2 separate regions of the Sus scrofa genome follow, and region 1 is linked to region 2. A link is a contact called in public Hi-C data. All regions are on one chromosome and are shown on one strand. Each heading gives the region's core, a stretch centred on a gene start, on an enhancer-like site or on the middle of the called end of the contact. The rest is flanking DNA. Distances are from core to core; before and after follow the strand shown.

Region 1 (3,835 bases), core at 505-3,004, 640 kb after region 2:
CCTGGGGATCCTTTTACTGGATCTCATTGATCATCTCTCTCTGTTTTTTATTTTTGTTTTTGTTTTGCTTTTTAGGGCCACACCCAGAGCGTATGGAGGTTCCCAGGCTAGGTGTTATTGGAGCTACAGCTGCCGGTCTACACCACTGCTTATGGCAATGCTGGATCCTTAACCCTTAACCCACTGAGCGAGACCAGGGGTGGAACCCACATCCTCATAGATCCTAGTCAGGTTTGTTAACTGCTGAGCCATGAAGGGAATTCCTTGATAATCTCTTAATTATATGTTGTAATAGCATTTTAACCTGTGGCAAGTCACTTTGGACAGCAGTCTCTTCACCTGCAAAGCCTCTGAGATGATTTTTTAAGACTAGTTTTAGTATAGATTAAGACCAGATACAGACAATTTTCAAACCTCATTTCTTTTTTCTTTTTATGGCCACACCTCGGGGCACATGGAAGTTCTGTGCTAGGGGTCACATCAGAGCTGCATCTGCAGGCTTATGCCATAGCCACAGCAACACCATATCCAAGCCACATCTGTGACCTGCACCACAGTTTGCAGTAATGCCAGATCCTTAACCCACTGAACGAGGCCTGGGATCAAATTCACATCTTCACAGAGACAATGTTGGGTCCTTAACTTGCTGAGCCACAGTAAGAGTCCCTCAAACCTCATTTTTAACACCAGTTGCAACCTCTTCCATCTAACCCCACCCCTACTTAAAAAAATTAGAGCTGTTAAAAAGTCGAGCACTTGACTGCTTTAGCTCCCTTTTCTTCTTTTTTCTTTCCCACATGTTCTATTGGATGCATAACCAGCAGTGAAATAGCAGAAAGTGGGGTGATCAGGGTCATGAGATAAGTCAACCAATGGACTTTACATAATCTATGCATTAGGATCAAAGCCAGATGGAGATATGACAACTATAGTGGGAAGCCTCACAATTGAGTGTTCCTCCAAAATGATTTTCTTTAAATATCTGTTCAATATTGTGCAGAGGGGTGGGAGGAGAGGGAGAGGACAACAAACACCACTAGGCCCCTCCTCTGTTCTTCGAACAATTCTGCTTGGTCTCAAATTTGCATACCCTGCTCAGATAAACAAAACCTTGGCAGTCAACCAGACCTGCCCTCATTTGAAGACAAAGTGACATGCAACTGTTGAGAAACCCCAACCCACTGCAAACAGCATTTCTTTTAAATATTTCAACTACACAAATACTTCTGATAAATATAATTTTCTCCATCTTGTTATATTTCCAATAAGATCTAGCACCCCAGCAATGTTCTATGAAGCCCTTATGAAGAAGTGTCTCCAGAAATTGCACTCTGACTCACTTCTGAAGCTGGTTTTGATTAGCAGGAAAGTTTTCAACAGAAGTCTTTCTAGCTATGGGTCAGGAAGCTCCAAGACACTATTTGCCCGCACTCTTGTCTTCTGGAATGGCCCTGTATTCCTCTTGGAAGGTCTTCTCATTCCAGGAACAATCAGGAAGATGCATGATTTCCTAAGTTTACCTCCACACTCAGTGGCCAGAGCAAGCTTGGTGGTTTCCATAGGAAAATATTCTTTGCCCTCTTTTTCCTTCTCAGCCTCATTGACCTAACCTTGCCATCATAATGTGGACTTTAAGAACCCATGTCTTCTGTAGTGCCTTTGGGCCTTCACAGAAATATTAGAGCATGCACAGGGTTATTTTAGAACAAAGGAGTGCCTTACTGGATTCTAATTCTTTGAAAGTTAGTCATACATGGAGGACTTCTGTAGCAATCGTTTGTTAACCAAAATATTTAACTAACCACCATAACCTTACATAGTCAGGCTAGATAGGAGTTTTCTGTGTCAATGATGTGTTGCAATATGTAGCATCCTTCATGTAGAAAGATGGTTCTTGTCATTAAGATATGCTTTAAGGCTTCCTATCCAGCCCTAATAAAGTGAATGAAGTTTAACCAGCTTGACTGTAACCAGCCAAACATAGCAGTGGGACAGCTGGCCAGGTCAGAGCTGGCTGTGGTCACTGTCTATGGCATGGATCAAAGAAAAGGAAACTCAACCACGTTGGAAATGAACCTAAGACGCAACCTCATTCCCTGCATGCTTCGAGCAACACAGCTAACTAGACACAGGCAGACATAGATATTTTTCTCTTTCTTACACATCCACAACTGTTCCCTTCAAGGTCTATTTGGTACAGGAATTTCCGTTTGGAGATGGAGCAAAACCAGACTGTGGGCACGACCTGTGTAAAACTCAGATGTGAATATTACAGAAAGCTTGCTCACATCCACCAGAATGTATGAGAGGCCCTGTGGGAAAATCCCGGCAGCTCTCCACTCCCTAGCCTCAGTGTTCACAATTCGCTGTCCAGACTGTGTTCTGATATCTCTCTTACCTTGTCTTTTTTAACGAGCTCCTACTCATGCTTTACAGCCCAATTCAAATATCTCCTTTTTCAGGATGACTTTTACAACTCTCACCATCACCACCCAGGCAAAAGGAGGCTCCTCCTCTCTGGGTTCTTTCAGCTTTTGGTTTATGTTCCTTTCATCTCAGCTCCACCAGTTCCTTTCTGTCCTCATAAATCAATGGGGGTCAAATCAGTACCACCTCAGGGGGTTGCTATGACTTGCATGTGGAGCCCTTCTGAGAATGATAGGCTTACAGTGAGGGCTCAATAAATCTTAATACAGTTGTTAGAGCACTGGGTGCAGTGTGTTGTAATTATCTACTTGCTGTATTTGTGACTGTTCTCCTTAGAAGAATGACCATATATTTTCAAGGTACCTTCAGAGCAATCCTATAATCCACCTCTGATGAGGTATATAACTAAGGAAAATCTTCATCATTCTGGTTTCCTTACATGAATGTTAGAATCAAGCATTTCTTAAATGACTTTGAGATTCCTCAGTGCTCTAGTGGACCTGCATGGTGGTCATAAAATATGACCACAAATACTTTGATACCCCCTCCTTCAAGAAGTAGACCCTGATTCCCTCCCTAAATGTAAGTGTATTCAGCAACTCAAGTCTAATGAATGGAATGATGGTGTGACTTCCCAGATCAGGACATAAAAAGGCAAGGGCTTCCTCCTTGCTCTTTATCTTGGATCCCTTGCTATGGAGGGAGCCAGCTGCCATGTTGTAGGGATGTTCAAGCAGCCCCACGGTGGGGGGAAGGCCCATGTGGTAAGGAAGCAGGGCCTCCTGCCAACAGCCATGTGAATGGATCAGGTCACTGTGGAAGTGAGTCCTCTAGCCCCAGTCAAACCTTTAGATGCTACACCATTTAAGAGATCTTGCAGCCTCTAATTTCACCCAATAACACACTTGGGGTGTAATTTCTGTCTAACATTGATATGCCTTTTAGAAGAAGATGAGAAGGCAGAGAAGAGAGGTGGTAATTCCATGTATAGCTTTTCATCTTGGGGACAGAGTCATCTCTCGTCATCTCTCACCAGGGCTGGCCAGGTTGCCACTCATCTGGAGGCGCCATGGCCTCCTGAACTTCACCCAGGAGGTATCGGAACTACCATGATAAGCTGCTCCTCAACTTCTGACCCACAGAAAGGAAGATAATTCAAGTTTGGTGTTTTTAGTTTCTTTGTTTGTTTTTGTTTTGTTTTCTCTGTGCCCATGGCAAGCAGAAATTCCCAGGCCAGGGATTGAACCTCGCCACAGCAGCAACCAGAGCCACAGCAGTGATGATACCAGATCCTTAACCTGCTGAGCTTCCAGAGAAGTCCCTAATGTTCATTGTTTTAAACTACTAAGTTTTGGGTCAGTTTGTTATACCCCAATAGATAAGTAATATACATGACAACTAAATCAAC
Region 2 (3,980 bases), core at 1,302-3,801:
GCTGGACTCTTTCAAGCACATTGTCCTAGCTTTTTCCATGTTGATATAATATCCCCCCCCCCCCCCACTGCCCCAGCTCCAGTCAAATTCCTTTTCCCTGGGTCCTGCTGAGGCTGGTCACCAGGCTGCTTTGGAGTACCTGCTGCTCTCAGCAATGCCAGGAGGACCCCGAGAGGTCACATAATCAGATGTGAGTTTAATTCACACAGACCTGCTTGTCACTTCTCCTTGTGTTCCTGCTACTTACACATTATTAACTGTGGTGCTTTTCAGGGCCTCAATTACTTGGGCGAGTATGTATCATGCAGGGACTGAGCTCAGGTTAGAATGCTGAGGTGGTTATAAAATTATGCTTCCCTCTCCAGATGTAACTTTGCAGTAATTAAACCTAATGCAATTTAAGCACTGTAGTCAGTGTTGTGGTAGCCATTGCCAAGTCTAATTGGTAATATTGCTTAAATCATAGCACTTATTGCTAGTTATTTGGAAACGAGAGTAAACCCAAAAAAGTTACATATATTAACCCTTGGTTTTGCATCAGGTACAGTGGATAGCTCATGCCTTTATCAAAATTTGTCATCTGTATTGTATACAATACATATGAGACCACTTATCTATCTATTTATCCTTCCTATCTTTAGGCTGGGGTTTCCATAGTTTGTTGCCTTGATTTTTGGAGATTTCATCCAGCACAGAGTTTTTAACCACTTGAGTGACTTGCTTTCCGTTTCTCAGTGGATGCTCAAAATCCATGGTGCAAACATACTTTCCCACCATGAAAGACTATTTGTTTACTTAGATTTCTGTTGAATTTGTGGCAAAAGAAAAAAGTGAACAGGTCCAAACAAAATCACAAAAGATCCCCAAGCCTCAAATTTTCTTTTGCCTAATTATATTATGCCCAAGAATATGACAACCAGCTCAATTCAGTCAAGCCGCCAGTGTCCCAACAGTTTGCCTGCGTATGATAGCTAAATAAATAGTGAACTGAATATGGCAGTGATAATCTCAACTTATAGGGTTTTCTCAGTTGTGAAATGTTTGTGTTAAGGATGACTTTTTCTTGTTTTTGTTACAGTCTGACAGCTGAAGATGCTTTTAAAATCTTTCTAGTCACTTAGAGCAGAACTATGGGGCACAGGCTTGGTGGTTCTAAAAGGCAGGTCCTATCAATCACAGAAACAGCAAGTCTCGGGGTTATGGGGGAAGATTGTGAGGAGTGGGGGAGAGAGGCAAGGAGAAGGGGGGGGAGCTGCTGCTCTGTCCAGTTTACATTTGTCACCAGTGACTAGCTTTTAAAAAATGTATTAGCTGTGCATGGTGGTAAGTAAGATCCAGCTGCAGGGGATTACGGCTTTGAGTGGGTCGGGGAGCTTGGAATGCATTCAGTTCCATCAGGGATTTGTGTCCCTCGTCATCAGCCTTAGCATTGCTAAAGCAGTAAAGATTAAGAACAGACCAGTGTCACCTGCCTTGAACTTTGAAAAAACCTTGGAGCCATTAAACAAAAGGGGGTGGGTGGGTTAGAAAGTGTCCCTGTCTCTGTCCCTGAGTGTTTATCCCATGGCACGTATGAAATAAATGGAAACCCATAAGCTCAGGTGAAAGGCCTGTCTCGGATTGCATTATTCCCACAATTTGCCCTATGTGTGTGTCCTCATCATAATTTAAGCTGAAAAACACCTTCCACAAATAACTTTCTGTTCATGAACACTTTGTGTATGTGTGTGTGTGTGGGGGGGTGTTTCCAAATCAAGATGAACAGTCAGTCAGTCGTTAAGAGGGAATGTGCCTGAGAAGTTGAGTCTCACTTCACAGGAGAAAAAGCTTTTTTGCCTGGTGTGGTTTTAGTGACCATCCCCCCTCCCTAACCAGAAAGTTAAGAGAACACCACAAAGGTTTACTTTTTTCAGGGATTTTGAAATTCAGCATACATGCCAGCAAGCAGTTTAGAGGCAGGAAGTCTTTTCTAGTAGTGCAGTCATGAACTGGTAAACTAGAAGCATCTGTAAAAATTTAGAGGGAATATCAGCTTTCTCAAAGCTCCAGCCCAAGTGTAATGAGGTGCAAATGATAGCACTGCATAACCCTTCCCCACCCCAGTCGTGGAATGAGATATACTGAGTCAGAAATAAGGAGGAAGACAAGGATTTCAGAACTCCACTTCACTGAAACAAATTTCATTTTTCAGCTGAAATGGCTTTCGGATGACTAAGGATAGCCTCAACGTTTAGGTCAATGAGTAGTAAACAAATGATTTTCTGCTTAGCATCTGTAGATGCCATTTCTGAAAAGTGGTGGCTTTGGGGGTGTGGGTGCGTGAAATGTCATACCTACTCATTTGGCTGAGTAAGTTCACAAGAGTTTGTAGTTTAAAATAAACTTCATCTGATTGGTATCTTTGGCAGGCACCTCTCTTTTACAGAGAGAAAATAAAGGGGGATAAGGAAAAAAGATGTGATTTGTTTGAAGGAACACATCTGGGGTGTGATCTGCTGTATCTTAACACCAGATGGCAGATTTAGGCTGACGACTAAACCCACGTTAGCCTGGTCAGACAGTATCTTCCTGTGTCCCCGTCCATGCACAGGAGGTAGAACACTCATTGGCACTCAGGGCTAGCAGTTCTTCTATCTGTGCCTTTGGGCTGTTTCACTACCTCTCTACTGTTTATAGACAAGGCTGGCTTCCCTTGGCAACCCCTGAAACAGGTTCCCTCTGTGGCTCATACCTTTTCAAAGGTATGTTTTTGTCAAGGCAGAGGTGTGGTGCCTTGAGGTGACTGGTGCTTGTCATGACAGGCATGGCATTAGCTGGGCTGAGCAGTGACTAAAAGTGACAGCAGTAGTTTGCAGCGCCTGGGGGCCTCTCCGTCAGCACGCCTGCTGGAGCTTTGAGACTAGGGAAGCACCTCTGAACACCTTCGCTTACCTTGAAGATAACAGTTGTGGAAACTGGGACCAGGAGTGATTGAGGCCTCCTCCAGCCTTTATCTTCTTGCAGTAGTGTTTACTTGAGAGAGTGTCACACATGTGGCTGAAAGAAAGAATGCATGTAGCCTGTCCATGGCCACAGAAGGGGGTCTTTGAATTTCCATAAGTTTTGAGTCTTAAATTCTGCCATTAGACCTCATTAACACTAGTTTCTTGGCGTACTGTCCTGTCATAAAATGATCAAATATTTTTTAAAAAAACCAGACCCTCTCAATTATATACTTCAGGGAAAAGAGCCAATAAATAACACATTTTCCCTCACTGTTGTTTGATATGGTACCTTGTCAAGGATAGAAATCAGAACCTATCTGTGTTACTGATTCCCAAAGGACTTTGTCAGACATTTCCTATCACTTTCAACTATTGGGGATCTTTGTAGATTTTCCAGAATTATTCTTAAGATACTCACGAATGATTAATGGACATGTGTAATCTGTGCAGAGGGCTGTGCATTCATTTAATCCATTCTACAAACTGAGATTAGTTGAAACTGTCTGTAGGCATCTTAGAAGGTCACAATTCTGATATAATGTTGTAGAAGCTGTTAGGGATTTGAATGAAATTTCTACAACACCTCCATAGAGAGGGAAAAAAGGCCTTTAGGGGAAGTCAATGAATGTTCTTTTGGGGTAGAATTTGAAGTTGCTCCCTGAGCTTTTTCTCCTTTCATAGTTTGTCTTTCCATTTAAAAGATCATATAGTCTACCTATTCAAAAAACAAAAAATTTCTGTGTACCATATGGTATTGAACATATTGAAATCAAGGCAGTCAAAACTGTTCCTCTGTGGACTTTAAATTTGTTTTCCTTTAGGTAAAAATTTCACTTGTAGGAGTTCCCACTGTGGCACAGTGGGTTAAGCCACAGCTGTGGTATAGGTTGCAGATATGGCTCGGATTCCATCTCTGGCCTGGGAACTTCCATATGTCACAGGCAGAGCCAATAAAAGGGGGGAAAAAAGTTTCTTGCATGCCATCATAGAACTATT

The links. Hi-C and Micro-C count contacts between places; a contact is called where the count stands out from the background.
Region 1: a contact with region 2 is called in a Hi-C map of embryonic fibroblasts, with 2.4 times the contacts expected there. The contact joins two enhancer-like sites. A contact is called at or near these places in 3 of 47 Hi-C or Micro-C datasets (embryonic fibroblasts, fetal heart ventricle and fetal skeletal muscle).

Annotation. Positions count from the first base shown.
Region 1 is chr1:206,605,252-206,609,086 of Sscrofa11.1, forward strand. No RefSeq gene overlaps it. Among named protein-coding and RNA genes, the nearest start is that of CCDC171, 540 kb to the right of the region's middle. Within about 2 kb of position 1,755, at least 4 of the 83 cell types and tissues checked have an H3K27ac peak or open chromatin away from gene starts, as enhancers often do. A contact at or near this core is called in embryonic fibroblasts, where this site is marked.
Region 2 is chr1:205,965,105-205,969,084 of Sscrofa11.1, forward strand. The region is part of intron 1 of BNC2 (zinc finger protein basonuclin-2); the gene reads left to right. Among named protein-coding and RNA genes, the nearest start is that of BNC2, 42 kb to the left of the region's middle. Within about 2 kb of position 2,552, at least 8 of the 83 cell types and tissues checked have an H3K27ac peak or open chromatin away from gene starts, as enhancers often do. A contact at or near this core is called in embryonic fibroblasts, where this site is marked.